2 separate regions of the Mus musculus genome follow, and region 2 is linked to region 1. A link is a contact called in public HiChIP or PLAC-seq data. All regions are on one chromosome and are shown on one strand. The core of a region is the stretch at or near the end of the contact, and the rest is flanking DNA. Distances in the headings are between cores, read along the strand shown.

Region 1 (7,916 bases), core at 3,472-5,971:
ATCAAAAAGGAGCACCAGGGAGGAACACTTAAGGAGGAGCACCAGGTAGGAGAACTCAAGGAGGAGCACCAGTAAGGAGCACTCAAGAAGGAGCACCAGGGAGGAGCACTCAAGAAGACCAGGGAGGAGCACTCAAGGAGGAGCATCAGGGAGGAGCACTCAAGGAGGAGCACCAGGGAGGAGCACTCAAGGAGAAGCACCAGGGAGGAGCACTCAAGGAGAAGCACCAGGGAGGAGCATTCAAGGAGCCCGGCAGATCTAGCACATTTTCCCATCAAGGTGCCCTGAGATGCATGACTGCCATTTCCCCAAGGCTCAGGGCAGCACAGGCTATGAAGGACCACCATCTCTTCCTCCACTGTGATGATGAGGTCATGCCCGAGGCAGAGCCCAGCATCTGCCCTTTTCCCCCACTATGGCCAGGCCTCCTAAGGTGAACAAAGGGAGACTTTTGGCAGAGGTAGCAAACAATTCTGTGACTCAAATATCTTCAGTTCCCTAAGGAGACATGAGCAGAACAGAATGGCCGGTGGTGGGAAGGCTGGGGCTGACTATGGTCTTACACACGGTCCTCCTGTGTCTCCTGGAGAAGGTGTGACAAGAGGTAACAAAGATACGACGTTCTTCCGGATATGCCTTACTGCGTCCTTCTAGACATCACCACAGCCTGCTTCCCGCCCGTGGATGTGGTCCTCTCTTTCCACAGGGCCGGAGCCTTCTGGAAGCATCCACCAATAAGCCTCAGAGTCGTTGCCATGGGAGCTCCCCTTTTCTCAGAGGAACTGAGTCCCTGATCCTACAGGATGGGAGCTGTAGAATGTCTCCCTAGTTTCTCTGGGTAGAATAGCAGGAAGGGACATCATTAAAATACCAATTACTGATGGGGAATATGGCATACATCTGACAATTTCCGCCTGCTAGAACCCTACCAAGCGGCTGTTTTCCTCAGCGAGCTTCGACCTCACCATACAACGGAACTCAGGCCGAGGAGGGTCTTGTCTGGGATGCCTGCTGACGCTGTCATAGGTCTCCTCTATTAGCTGGGTTTCTTAAGAAGCCTGGAGCTGGTCGCCACCCTTGCCTCTAATGCATGAAGCCAAAGCTGAGACAAAGCTCCCAAGATGAAGTATTATCAAGACTAGACCATTGTGTTGTTTTTAATTATGTAAAACCAAATTCCTTTTTACCCGGAGCCAGTCTGCACTAGGTTTACATAATTGTCAATGGCAAGGCTCAGTTCTGAGAATGGAAGCTCCCAGGCTAGTGGGTGCAGAGCCTGGAGGCTGAGCAAGGTCTCTACAGGCGGAGGTGTGTCCCAGCTAATGAGAGACATTTGAATGTGAATACAAAATCTAGTTACAGAAAGTGCTGTGCCTTGATGGGTCAGTTCAGGGCACTGCTGGAGCTCAAGACAGAGAGGAATTCGATTTCTTCATCCCCTCCTTTTTTTCCGTTTTGTTCTTGTGTTTGTTGTTGACAAACGACTTGCCATGAAGCTCTGGCTAACCCAGATTCTAACGCGAGACAGGTTTGCCTCAAACTTGTGGCAATCTGCTTGCCTCAGCCTCTCCAGCATGAACATGTGTCACCAAGACAGGAAGGACCGGCTTCTGAGAAGGGATGAGAGTTCTATAAATTGTTATGGAGAGAGCAGGGGGAGGGAAGAACAGTGGTGTGGGGAGAGTTTAGTGTGACGAGCGCGTAATTACCAGAGAGTAATGAGGTTGCCAGAAGGGCTGTGGAGAAGGCTCAGTGGATAATGTGTCTGCTATGCAAGAACAGGGCTTTGAGTTGGTATCCCAGAGCTCACAGACGCACGGAACGGCGGCAGATGAGGATGACAGAACATCCTACTCCAACTGGCTAGCTTGGAGCATGGCCCTGGCGCAACAAGGTGGAAGGAGAAGGACCAGCTAATTCCCCAGAGTTCCTCTCTGACCTTTACAAATGCTGCAGGCCACACACCCAGCCTGGTCCCCAGTCAAAAGGACTGTTGGGCTGGGGAGGTGGCCGAGTTGCTAAAGCGGTTGCTTTGTAGTCACGGGTACATGAGTGTGGAGCTTCAGCTTCTACGTAAAGACCCCGGTGTGGTGGTGCGTTCGTGTATTCCCTGTAACTGGTAGGCAGACACAGAGGATCCCTGGATCTGGCCAAACTGGTGAGCACTAGTTTCAGAAAGAGCCTCTTTGAAACAAACAGGCTGGAAAACCGGTTGAGGACATTTGGACATTTGACACTGACCTCTGACCCGAGCACTCGAGTGCGCACGTGTACGCGCGCGCACACACACACACACACACACACACACACACAGACACATTCGTGAGTGCTTAAGAGCACATGTACACATGTGCACAAAACAGTAAACAATAGACTTCCCTCAAACTAAGCACTCGTCAGGTACCGGGAAGGAGGAGGGAACCCCAGTTTCAGTCCTCACTTGTCAGCCATATGACTTCATCCACCTAGAGATCACCACCAGGCAAAGAACAACAGCTCCCGCCACGCTGCGCCTGCGGCAGCTTAAAACAGAATCAAACCGACAGCTGACCTGGGCTCCGTACAGCAGCGACTCGCCGTGCACTGTGAGAATTTAGCCTGTAACCAGATGACTGTGCTCACGGAGACAGCCTGGCGTTAGGAGAAAACATGTAGGCAGACCCATTTTGGTTTGGGTGATGTAGATTCCAAACTTAGAACACTAAGTGGCCCCTTCCAGCTTCACCTCCAGCGCAGAGAACATTTTGGGATACACAAACATCGGTATAAAAGGCAGCGAGCAAAACCTATCTGCTTTGCATGAGGCTCCTGTCGGACCTTGACCTCAGGTCCTTCCTAGGACATCATGTATGAAGTGTGTCATGAAGTGTTACAATCATGGAATCCACGAGGAGCGTCTCCAAGGCTGGCCATGGGGTCGGTGCTCCAGCGTCCCAGTGAGACTAGTGTGAGTCTTGGCTGAGTTTATGCCAGCGGGGGAGGCTACAGTGGAGTGGCGTCTACACAGGGCGAGGGCAATTTCAGCCAGTGTTTTATGTTTCCTGATCCTCTGGTGTCCTTACAGTTTCCAGAAATGTTGAAATGTCCCCAGACCGGCCACATGCCACATAACCACAGGCCTTCCATTTTCTGTAGACAGGATCAGGCTGAGAAGTTTCGGGACCGCCCACCCTGGCTTCAGGACCTTTGGGGTCTGCACGCACGCAGGCTTTGCGTGGTCGCCACCCTGCGTGGCTACCACATGGCTTTGTTCCTTCCTCCCCTCCGATCTGACTCACATGTCTTAGCTGCCGCACCTCTGCACTGCTGAGGGACAGTTCAGGGGGTGTAACCGCAGAATGGCTGGTGACTGATAGATCCTGGGAGGGGGGGATTCACTGTCTTCAGATGTGACCTCACCAGGTCCCGATGAACATCTCCAAACCCACGGTCACACAGGGGACACTGGCTTGGCTCAGTGAGTCACAGAGCCAGATGAACAGACATGAACATGAGAGGCTTGTGGGGAGAACAGGGGTGTGGGGCAAAGGGGGTCCAAGAACAAATTTAATTACAAGTAAGGAGTTTGGGACAAACAGCAGCATCTGACTTCGCTGCTTGATGTAAGCACCTCCATGTTAAGTTCCTCTCCATGAAGGACATCTTCGCAGCAGCAAACACTAAGGTCTGCCTTTAGTTCCCATGACGTGAGGCTTGCCTCTCTCTGGCATGGGGCTGGATTCCCCGGGACAGCACAGTCCAGAGGAAAGTCACACATTACTACCCAGGCACCTTCGGTTAAGCCGACTACAGACGTCCCTAGGTCTGTCCGTGCATTTAGCAAGGAGCTTCGGGGTCATCTTGACAAACGTCTCTGTGCCCTCACAGCGGAGCACTTCCAATATCCATCCTTTCTCACAGGATGGCTTAGAACTCCAATGAGTCGACTTATCAAACCTAAGTAATCCGTGTGGGGGTGGGGGCTGGCTCAGTGGGTGGGAGCAATCACTGGGCAAGCATGGGAGCTTACATGCCTAGCACCCATTTCAAAAGCAACGGTAACCCCAGCCCCATGAGGGATGGAGACAGGATGCTTGCTGAGGCTTGCTGCTGCTAACTAAGCTCCAGGTTCAGACCCTGTCTCTGGGGAATGAGCAGGATGCCCAACATTCTCCCTAAGGGAGGCAGATGTACCTGCATACCACCACCACCACCATCACCACCACCACCACCACCATCACCACCATCACCACCACCATCACCACCATCACCACCACCATCACCACCATCACCACCACCACCACCACCACCACCACCACCACCACCACCACCACATGCACAACAGCGATCCATAGCAGATCTAGATCAATAAGCTCCGTGCCCAGCATTCCTGTGGATGCTCATACAGTTACAGCTTCGGCATGAAACATCAACCGTGCCTTAAGTTAGGGCTGTGGCTTCACTCACAGGACCGCCAGAGCAGAGCACATTAACTACTGCCCTAAAGAGACGACCGTACTACTGCTGAACTCACAACGACATCACACTGGAGAAAGCCAAGCGCCCTCTAGAACGGAGGGTGAGGCGAGCCCTTTCCGGAGGGAGGCCCACACAGAAATGAATGCACCATTTCTTCCCTCCTAGAACGGGCTCCTATCTCTGGACCGCCTCCCAGGCCGCGGTCTGGAATGGGCGTCTGACAGGAAATTCTGGGCAGTGTACACATACATTACATTCCTTTCCCATCCCTGAAACAGCAGTCAACAAACGCAACTTCCCCTCTGTTGGTGTAACATGGGAGTGGAGAGAGGCCGGGCTGCAGACCACGGAGTTCAAAAGATTTGGTCTAGAGAAGAGTCGGAGATCACCGATCAGCCTCTATTTTATTTCCAGGAGATAAAATTCCCCAGGGAATTCCATGGGACAGTGTGAAGGAGCCACCTACGGGAACACCAATGCTGGCAACGGGTCCTCAGCAGTGAGGGGACCACTTTCTTCTCAGGTGACAGCTGTGTTTTTTTCTGTCCTGACTTAACACTTGTGGGGTGCGTTTATTTGAGGTCCTTTATAAAAGTCATCTCTGCTCTTCAAGGCGTGTGGCACAATCATAACAGACCCATTTCCCCATGAGGAACCAGAGCCTCCCAGACTCCCAGACACCAGGATTCCTGGCACTCTCCCCGTCTTTGCCTAGCGCACTCCCTGCATGCTGGGTCTTATTTCCAGGGACACTAGCTGCATCTGAGCTCTCACAGTTCACTTTAGAGTCACCCGTGAGACACAGTTGGAGCCAGGAGGGCACACAGTGGCCAGAACTGAATCCTTACTATCTGTACTGAGGCGCAGCCTCTCAGTGACGATGCCTATGAGCCCCCGCTCTTCCTTGTCTCAGCACTTTTCTGGGTTCTCCGTGACCAGGGACTAGTTAAACAAGCCAGGTTTGTGGGTTTGTGTGAGGCTGGGATCTGAGGTCTGAGCCATCACAGCACAGGAGCCATAATAACTAACAATGCAAAGGATTGAAGCACACAAGAGAAACACAGGTTACAATTTAACAGTAATCAAATAAATGGTGTTAAAAAAATAAGTCCCACTTTTGTGCTTATCAACGGAACAAAACGGCGCTATCCAGAGGAGGAGTGTGAAGCTTGGGAGGTACCGGCCTCGCCCAGACACTGCCCACTGCGTAACTGGCATCAACCTGTTTGAAAGGCAGAACAGGAACGCATCACACTCGAGGAGGCGTTTGTGATAATTAGTTTAACTGTCAACTTGACACAAGATGGTTGGGAAGAGAGTCTCACTGAAGGACTGTCTGGCCAGGCTGGCCTGTGGGCATGTCTGGGGGGCAGAGTTGTCTTGATTGCCTTAATGGGTATGGGACAACCCGGCCTGAAATCGAGGAACACCACTCTCTGGTGTCCCTCTGGTCTCTGGTGGCCCTGAACCATTTAAGAGGAGAGCAAGCTGGCTGAGCCACAAGCACGCATGCCTCATTCTCTCTCCTCTGGACTGTGCACGTGACCGGCTCTGACTTCCTGCACCTCTTTGCTGTGATGGACTAAAACTGGCACTGTGAGCTAGCATAAGCCCTTGCTCCCTTAAGTTGCTTTCCGTCAGGGTGTTTTACCGTGGCAATGGGAACAAAGCGAGAGCCGGAAAAACCGCAAGCAATGTGGAGGTCGGACGGAGTGGCTGCTGCTGTTGCAGTTCGTCATAACAATGGCTGCTGCAGAAAGCACTGTGTGCACAGATCGAGTCTTCTCCATGGGATGTGTGGCTAGCACAGACAAGCATCTCAGGCCTGTTACAGCCCTGCCTACATCAGCAGTATGGGCTGGATAAACTCTGGAAGGTGGGCTGTGGGGACCTTACCAGTCATGTTCACATTCCTGGGCCTAGAAATGCTGGTGTATCACAGGCCTGCCCGAGTAGCCACCGGATTAGTTATTTTCATGGCTGCGACAAAATGGCCAGACCAAGGCAACTGAAGGAAGGGAGTGTTTATTTGGGCTTCAGTTTCAGAGGAGCAAAGACATGGCATGTGGAGCAGGAAGCTAACAGTTCACATCTTCCAACCACACACGAGGCAAAGAGAGTGAGATTAAGTGTCATGAGGAGTTTAGCTGTGAGCCCCACCCCAGGTCCCCAACAGTAATATTTCTTCAGCAAGGCTGTTTCCTCTAACCCTCCCCAAACAAGTGTTCAAACACCCGAGACTACAAGGGCCATTCCCGGATGTTAATGACTGGGTCAATGAGCAGAAGACTGGAAGTAACCACAACACGAATAAGGAAGTGCTCCTGCAGTCTGTCAGGGGAGAGCTAGATCAAACAGTACCCACGGAGCCATCTCTCCAGCCCCCTCTCATAAACTACTAAGTCCCAAAACTAAAATAAAGCACACACACACACACACACACACACACACACACACACACACACACACACATGTTCATGTTCTATGTGCCGAGAGTACCCCTGGAAGGTTTGATAAAGAGCTGACAGGGACTGGGGGGGGGGCAGGGGGAAGGTTCATTGTTCATGGTATTGTAGGGTTTTGTATCATGTATTAAAGTAACAATTGCGCATTGCATGTTCATGAAAGTGTTAAGAATGCCGATATAGTATTGTGAACACTATTCGGCACACAGCCTTTATGTGGGCGTAATGTGTACATTATCTCTGTGTACTTTCTGTGTACATATGGGCTGGAGAGATGGCTCAGTGGGTAAGAGCTTTTGCCCATGAGCCTGAAGACCTGGGTTTGATGCTCAGAACCCATCTTGAAAGGAGAAAACAGTGTAGAGGGTTGTCCTTGGTGCTTGTGGGTAAGCTGCCAATGGGACAGTGAGCAATGTGCACGCTGGTGTCCACTCTGCTGGGCCAACAGGAGCCCCAACGCTGTCGTGCGTGCAGAGCACACAGCTTCTGCCAGTCTGAGAGGTGCCAAGTGTAGCTTGCTGAGTTCAATTTGCACCCTTTTGGGTGTCCTCCAAGCTGTATAGATGCCTGTGTGTTTTTTTGGGTGTTTCTATTTCTTTTGAGAATCATGGGAGTTGGGAGGGGGAACCTACACTTTGAGGGAGTCTGGTTTTTATATGCATTTTCCTTAGTTAGGTTAGGGATGATACGATGTTAGTATCACAGGTTCCTCTGTCATGCTGACTGTGCTGTGTGCTGGAAACAGCACCTGATTTAGACCTTCTAAAATCTGAGGGTGTATAGAGATGGATAGGCAGAATTTTTAAGTTTTCAGAGAGTCAACTCTAATAGCTTTCCCTCCCTCCCTCCCTCCCTCCCTCCCTCCCTCCCTTCCTTCCTTCCTCCCTTCACCCCTCCCTCCCTCCCTCCCTTCTTTTCTGAGGTGCTGGGGATCAAACCCAGGGTCTTACATGTAAGTAGTTACCACTTTTTTCAACGAACATGTTCCTAGCT
Region 2 (7,916 bases), core at 3,432-5,931, 50 kb before region 1:
CTGGCGGTATAGTTCAGTTGTTAGAATACTTGCCTAGCATACATAAAGCACTGGGTTTGACCCCCAGCACCGCATAGAACTTGCCATGGTGGCGCATGGCTTTAATCCCAGCACCCAGGAGGTGGAGGCAGGGGGATGAGAGATTCAAGGTCGTTCTCGGCTATAGAGTGGAGTTGAGGGTTACAGGAGACCTTGTCTCAAAAATCAAAAGGAGAAAAGAAACATGTGGCTAGATTCTAGACAGACCCAAGACCTGCAGACTCAGGGACAGTCACTGCAGATAGTGCTAAATTAGACTTTTATAAAAGGAGCCAATCCAGTCAGCAGGGGCAGACCCTGCCAAAGGAGGTGAATTCTTGAAATGGGGTTCAATGGTGTACAGACAGACAGGTTCTGACCCTAAGGGCAGCAACTACACAAAGGTCTGACAAAGTTGGAAACAGTATATAAATAGATACAGGGTCTGCACAGGGCAGCGGGCTACGGCGGTGGGGCCTTTACAAGCCGGCATGTCTTCCATAGACTGATGAAGCATCGTACAACTCAAGGGCCCCGGAGAGAGATGAGTTCTCCAAACAGGGACCTTTCATGTATACAAGGATAACATCCACATACACAAAGAGAGCTGTGGAGAGACACAGGCACTACCCAAGGAAGGTCAGATAGGCCTGGCAAATAAGCAAAGACTGGAAGCTGAGAAAGAGGTTCTGCAAACAGGTGTGGGTACTGTGGGTTCTGTGGGTACCGAGGAGCTCTGCATGGGAAAGGCCGTGCTAATGTGGCTAAGAAAGGACTCTGTTAAAGGGCAGAGTCTGAAGCTACGGACAAGCACATCAATACGCAAGGCTCTGCAGGAGGGAGCCACCACAAAAAGGCCCCCTAGACAGACAGAGGCAGGCAATTAAAACCTGTGGACAAACAGACTAAATGCCCCAGACAGGGAGCTGGAACAGGTAGGGAAAAGAGTAGCAGGCTTTGCAAAGAGCTTTGGGAATCTGTAAAGAACCAAGTCCCGCAGTAGGGATCAGGGAGTTTGCAGAAGCGTAGAAGCTGTGTAAGCCTGTAGAGGCTCCTCTATAGACTGGGTCTGTCAACAGTGTTGTCTTTTGCAGAGAGGTATGAAGCTGTGGGCTGAGCCACAGGGAAGCCAGTGCTGTGTGCAAGCACATTCCCTCCAGACACACGCAGGATTATGAAGCAAGGCTAGGTTCTGTGAGGAACCCCAGGTCCTGCAAATAAGGGCTGGCCATATAGGTCAGTTTGGAGTCAGTCAAGGCTTTGTCAGTAGGGATGGGCCCTGTACACAGGTCCACAAGCAAACAGGAGCATACAGACAAGTAGAGACTGCAAACAGGGATGAGGTCTACAGAGACACGTGGATGTTCCCAGATAAACACAACCTCCTTCCAATGAGAAACTCTCCATTGGGACAAACTGAAAGACTGGCTACCCAGGTACCCAGGTAAATTCACATAGGCTGTGCAAAGCGGGGGAGGTTCTGCGATCCGGTCATAACCATCCTGCAATGAGGGGAGGTATTCCAGAGAGGCGCTTTGTGTCCCACCCTATGATGGCTATCCCCTCCCAGTTGGCGCGTCCTCAGGAATTTCATTCTGGAGGGAAGGGAAGGCTGAAGCCCTGGAAATGGCTGGAGGAAGAGTCTGTCTCCCAAAGAGAGCTTTCACACAGGTCTGACAAGGTGAGGCCACCTTGCAGGACCGCCTGGGTCAGTGATGGGCAGGACCACGCTTTGAGCAGGGCTGCTCAGTTATGCAAACCTGAGTCCTCCTTTTAACTCTCAACCTCGCAGCAGGACTCAGGGTGGGGCTCACTGCACTATTTGTTTCTTTTCTCAGTGTGGCCACATCAGTCACATTTCCTTTTTATGCTTTTCATTATTGTGTGCTTGGTTAGTTAGTGTGGTGAGCGTGGGTGTCCGTGGTTAGTGTGGTGAGCTTAGGTGTCTATGGTTAGTGTAGTGAGCATGGTTGTCTATGGTTAGTCTGTTGAGCTTGAATGTCTATAGTTAGTCTGTTGAGTTTGAATGTCTATAGTTAGTGTGGTGAGCTTGGGTGTCTATGGTTAGTGTGGTGAGCTTAGGTGTCTATGGTTAGTGTAGTGAGCATGGTTGTCTATGGTTAGTGTAGTGAGCATGGTTGTCTATAGTTAGTCTGTTGAGCTTGAATGTCTATAGTTAGTCTGTTGAGTTTGAGTGTCTATAGTTAGTGTGGTGAGCTTAGGTGTCTATGTAGTGAGCATGGTTGACTAAGTGCAGCCTGCAGGCCTGTCAGCGATTAGGATCTAGGATCTGACCCACAAAGTTCTGATGACATTAGCATGGAGGGGACCATTGTCCCTAGACAGGGACAGGCACCATAAGCAGACAAAGCTTTGCAGACGCCTAGACAGGGGTGCTGTCTGCTCTGCAGCCAGGACAGGCTGTGCTAGCGCGTCAGCACCTGGAATAAAAGCAAATCTCATACAGTGGGCAGTGGGGGCAGGGGCACTGTTGAGAGATCTAGATTGAAAACTGGAACCTGCTCCACGGGTGCTACAAACAAGACAAAAGCTCTGTCAACTCAGGACAGAGACTGCATAGGACTGTGACGGATTCTGCAGCAGGCGACAGACTCAGGTGACCTGAGAAGGTTGGGTCAATGAATCATAGGCCTTCCTGATCCAGCCTTGAAAGATGGCTGAACTCTATACACAGGCTCTGCAAATTCCTTGCTCTGAAAATCTGAGTGTGGGGATGGGGTGCAGGGGGTGTGGGGTCAGGGTGCAGGGGGGTTGTAGGGGTGGGGTACAGGGGGCTGTGGGGTCAGGGTGCAGGGGGACTGTAGGGATGGGGTGCAGGGAGCCACGGGGATGGGACGGGGTTCATTCTGTTATCACTATCTGTTATCTCTTCACTGTCCAGCCCTTTGGAAACCGCAAGCAGCCACGAGTTGGATGGGTGTGTAGTTGAAGTATTTTGTTTTTCCTCAATGCAACTTCCCACATCTAACTGAAGTCCTGGCAGCTCGCTAAGCAGACACAGTCACTGGGTTCTGAGTCTCCTGAGTGGGTGGCCCTGGTGCAGCAGTGACTGACTTCCTTTCTCTTAATTTGAACATCCAGCTCTGCTCTACCATAGCAAGAACACCCTCAGACCCGCTGCCCCATGTGACCGTGAGAGGACTTGGCGAGGTAAGAGTTACAGAGCCACAGGTGCCTGAATTCTTTACTCCTTTGTTTAGGGCCCCTGAGGGCTAGGCTCAGGACAAGGTGGCCTGGAAAGAGGGTGTGGCCGGGGGACTGTCCACACTGAGTCACAGCAGAGGAGGCTGTGGGCTGGGCATGTCATGGGAGAGCCTGTGTGCTGTTAGCATGGCTCTCCCGACATGGAACAGAAGGAGTCCATAGATAGTTGTTGATTGACCAAGGGAGTCACCAGGCGTGCCAGCAGCACCTCTAGTTGAGGTCATTGTGTGACAATGACATATATGATGGATGGGCACAGTGGTCACACAATGGTCCTTTCCAGCAACGGAGAACATGGCACACCATGGTGGGTATAGTGACTTGCAACAGGACCCTTCAGCAAGGACAGAGTCTATACATCAAACCAGCTACAGGAAAATGATTAGGGACCCAGACAGACAGAGACCCGAGGCACAGAGCCAGAAGGTAGTGGCCAGGTAGCTCTAAGGGCCACAGTGGAGTGGGAAGGACACCGTCCAACTTCGGGGCCACAGAGAAGAGGAGGGCATATTGGCAGCTGGAAGCAGTGTCTAACCTGGCTTCTCAGAGAGGGGCAGCAGTGGCCCAGGGGTGGCTGGGAAGGAGCCCCAAAACCCACAGCCTGGAGAGTCAGACTGGAGCTGAGCCCCCATCCCTCTTGCTAGAGGAGGCAAGAGAACTTTAAAGCACGGGGTGTCTTTACTCCTCTTACACTTTGTGTTCCCTCCCCTCCCGCTAGAGGTTTCTTCTCTTCCCACGGAGTCACCCGTGGCTCACGAGAGCCCCAGCCCATGTGTGTCCCCTTTTACCAGTACATCCCCCATGGGGACCCCATCTCCCCCACCCCCTGCCCTCCTAGAAGCCCTCTCATTTCCCAGGGTGAAGTTCCTTTCTCTCCGACACTGGCTTTCTCTCTGCCCCTCTCCGCAGGGGCTCTAACCCACTGTGTGTGTGTGTGTGGGGGGGAGGGGGTCCCAGTCTCCTTGGCGGCCAGGCCGCTTGTCTTGTCGTTTGTCGCCTTCCTTCAGGTGACCCTTCTCCCTTCCAGCCGACCCCTCCTCCTGAACAAGGTGTACTTGAGGGTAGACCTCGAGATTCCTTTGCTTAACTTCCAGGAAGGGAGGGCATAGCCTGCTGGAGGGTCGTGAGTCAGGCGAACTGACTCTGGGGGGTGACAGAGAGCCCACCCACGCAAAACCCGCCGCTTCTTCCTCTCACGCTGGCTTGCCACAGTGGTCCTCCTCCACCCACGCGCAGATAGCCAAGCGTTCTCACCGTGGGGCTGCCCTCAATCCTACCAGCCTTCAGCCGCTGTATGATCCCCGAGCCCTAGAACGCCATGCCTTCCCTCTGCGTTCCCAGCAACCCCTCTACCGGGTCCCCCACCCCCACCCCAGTCCAGGCCTACCTTCTGGGAACTGCCTCTGCACCTTCCTTCACTCAGCCTGTGGGCAACACTAGGCCCCTCCCTCCGAACTGTAACTCAATCCCAGCTCCCGCCTTGCAGGACACACCCCGTGCTCTGTGCAGCATGGACAGGGAGGGCATTCAGAGTTAGTCAGTCAATAAATATTGACCAAGCCGTCTGGGAGCCAGCCCCCTTCCCGTGGCCTGGTAGATTACTTCTTCGGTACCAGTGGGCAGAGAAGGCTAGGGGTGGAGGCCTGATCAAGGCTGAGGTGGACTGTGGAATACACCGATTTCTCATTGGGGAGCTCAAGTGGGCAACCGCCCCCCTACCCCCGCGGGTTGGGCTCCTTTTGGATCTAGAGGTTCAGACCACCATAGTGAGTCAAGTGATATGAAGGTCATTTTAGGAGGTGGAGGAAACGCCCGGGGCTGCCTCCCAGAATTTCTGACCCCGACCTCCCATCTCGGGCTGGCTGCCCAGCACAGAGGTCCCCAGGGAGCCTGATATCCATCGTGGGAGAGGCCGGTGGAGTCTACAGCAAGGAGATCCCTTCCACACCCTGGCTGCCCCTCTGTTACTCCTGATTGTGGGATAGGAGGACGCTGGAAATAGAACCTTCCAGAAATGCCTGGGACACAACTTTCCTTTACCTCCTGCCTGTCACAGCACAGATCTCAGTCACAGCCAGCGTCAGCCAGCACATGCCTTCCCTTCAACCCCACTAGATCCTGCCTGCAGACAGTATGCAAGACCTCTCTCTGCAGCGGATTCTTCACTTACAAAGTCTCATGGCTCAGGACTAGACACTCCAGAAACTCTGGGCCAGCCTGTGCCCAGTGGTCAGTGTGTGTATGTGTTTTATTTTGCTTTGTTTTGGTCAGACAGTGTCATACTGTATAGCCCAAGCTGTCCTGAAACTCACAGTCCTCCTGCCTCAGCCTCCTGAGGGTTGGGATAGACAGATGGACATATGCAAGAGACACGGTTGTGGGTTAGCTGTGTGTAAAGGAAGCCTGTGTCACGAGGAACTTGGCTAGTCCTGTGTCTGGCTCACAGTAGAGAGTGTTGGGCTTCCTCTGTGCTCTCAGTCACCTGTCCCCTGTCCCCATGTCCCGTGTCACCATCCCCTTTCCCCTTTCCCAATCTGCTGGACTCTCACTTCTGTGTGGCCAGTGTTGGCTGGTTCCGGTAACACCTTCCCCTTCTTCTCTCTCCATCTGTCTCTTCTGGGGTCTCTAAGGGTCAGCGTGTACACAGCCCAGACCTCAGTCCCTCTCCATTGTCCACTTTACTTGCAAGTTCCAGGCCCAAGGGTGAAAGACCCCTGGTTTCCCAGCCTCTTCCCCTCTCTCATCCCCCGACCCCCCACCTAAACATGGTCTTCTCCCTGGACTGGGTAGTCACATTGCTTCCTGCATACTGCCCTGCTCTGGGAGCCAGCTTCAGCCAGTTGGTGGCATGAGTCACCCTCTGTCTTGGCCTCCCTGGTCCTGCATCTTCCTTCTCACAGCCGCCAGAGGGACTTGGATTACATTTTTGTTGTTCTTGGATTTATTTATTTATTATTCTGTGTGTGTGTGTGTGTGTGTGTGTGTGTGTGTGTGTGTGTGAGAGAGAGAGAGAGAGAGAGAGAGAGAGAGAGAGAGAGAGAACTTTCACAGAAGTCATGGGGTGTGTGGAGTATGGAGGCCATGTGGAGTATGGAGGCCAGAGGGTCACTTGTGGGCTGGTTTCCTCCTTCCACTATGTAGGTCCCAGTGGATTTAACTCAAGTTATGAACTCCTTGAACAGCTGAGGATGACCACAAACTACTTAATGATTATCCTCCTCCAATACTGTGATCACAGTTTACCTTCAGGCCTGGTTCGTTCCCCTCCCTCTCTCCCTCCTCCCCGCTCTCTCCCTCCTTCCCCCTCCCTCCCGCCCTCCTTTTTTCCTTTGAGACAAGGTCTCTCTATATGTAGCCCAGGTTAGCCTCATACTTGTGGCAATCCTCCTGCTTCAGCTTCAGAATGCTGTGATTATAGGAGTGTGCTAGCATTTCCTCCTCCAGGGCCCCACTCATAGTTTTACAACTCATGGTAAGATACGGCCATGCCTTGATATCTGTAAGAAGACTAATTCTGTTCCCCCACGGATATAAGAATGGAAGGCTGCTTAAGCCCGTCACACAAGATGATGAGCTAGTGCTTACACATGGCTCCCTCAGCCTTCCCTACATTCTCAGTCATATCTAGGCCACTTACTGAAGACAGAGTAATGCTGTACACAGTTGTCACACCCAGGGGACAGACAAGGAAAGCAGTCTAACCAAGTTTAGTAATCATAACTTTCTCTCCAGTGGCTTTATTGAAGTTAATCAAATCCACGGCTGTGGAACCTGCAGATAGAGAGAGACAACTGAATACTTCAAGTCTGTCGCTCTCCTGGATCCCGTGGGTGTGGCGGTGGGCTGGAAAGGAGTTAGGCAGATGAGCAGGGGCCGACCATCATCAAAATACATTGTGTCCTTGTTTGGAATCTTAAAGTGCATATATCACATTAAAGTAATAAGCCAGGCAGTGGTGTAGCACACCTTTAATCCTAGCAACCAGGAGGCAGAGGTAGGTGAATCTCTGTGAGTTTGAGGCCAGCCTGGACGACAAAGTGAGTTCTAGGACAGCCAGGGCTATATCTTGGGGAAAAACAAAACAAAACAGAACAAACCAACTCCATCTTGGGGAAAAACAAAACAAAACAGAACAAACCAACTCCATCTTGGGAAAAAACAAAACAAAACAGAACAAACAAACAAAAAAAATCCAAACCAAAACTGGAACTTGCTTTGTAGAAAATTCTTATTATTTTTATTAATTAAAACTAAAAACCATCCTAGGGCTAGGCATAGAGGCGCCTACCTACAATCACAGCACCTCGAGGTAGAGGCAGGAAGATTGCAAGGTCCAGCCAGTGTGGGCTACAGAGTGGGCTCCACTTTCAGAAAACAAAACAAAACAAAAATATTTACCCTGACAGTTTTTCGTTGTTTTGCTTTTTGAGACAGAGTCTTACTGTGTTGACTAGGCTGGCCTCCCACTCACAGAGATCCCACAACCTCTGCCTCCTGCTTGCTGGGACTAAAAGTGTGCATCACCCTACATCTTTAAGTGTACAACTCTGTGGCACAGGGACACTGTCAGCAACATCCACACACATCTCCACCTCCCCAGCTTGCAAATAAGAACTTGATGGGGCTGACAGGATGGCCCAGCAGGTAGAGCACTCACTGTACATGCATGAGGA

What was found. HiChIP or PLAC-seq counts read pairs in DNA pulled down with a chosen protein or histone mark.
Region 2: a contact with region 1 is called in an HNF4G HiChIP or PLAC-seq map of pancreatic cancer cells. The contact joins the promoter of Vill here to the enhancer-like site in region 1. A contact is called at or near these places in 5 of 115 datasets of contacts at active chromatin or transcription factors (double positive thymocytes, embryonic stem cells, extraembryonic endoderm stem cells and 2 more) and 3 of 9 other capture datasets (adipose tissue, liver and pancreatic islet).

Annotation. Positions count from the first base shown.
Region 1 is chr9:118,999,231-119,007,146 of GRCm38.p6, reverse strand. All of the region lies in intron 1 of Ctdspl (CTD (carboxy-terminal domain, RNA polymerase II, polypeptide A) small phosphatase-like), which reads right to left. Among named protein-coding and RNA genes, the nearest start is that of Gm33645, 23 kb to the left of the region's middle. Within about 2 kb of position 4,721, at least 95 of the 459 cell types and tissues checked have an H3K27ac peak or open chromatin away from gene starts, as enhancers often do. A contact at or near this core is called in adipose tissue, extraembryonic endoderm stem cells, pancreatic cancer cells and 1 more, where this site is marked.
Region 2 is chr9:119,049,543-119,057,458 of GRCm38.p6, reverse strand. It overlaps Vill (villin-like), which reads right to left and starts at 4,681. Exons shown (of 20, transcript NM_001164567.1): 1 at 4,631-4,681.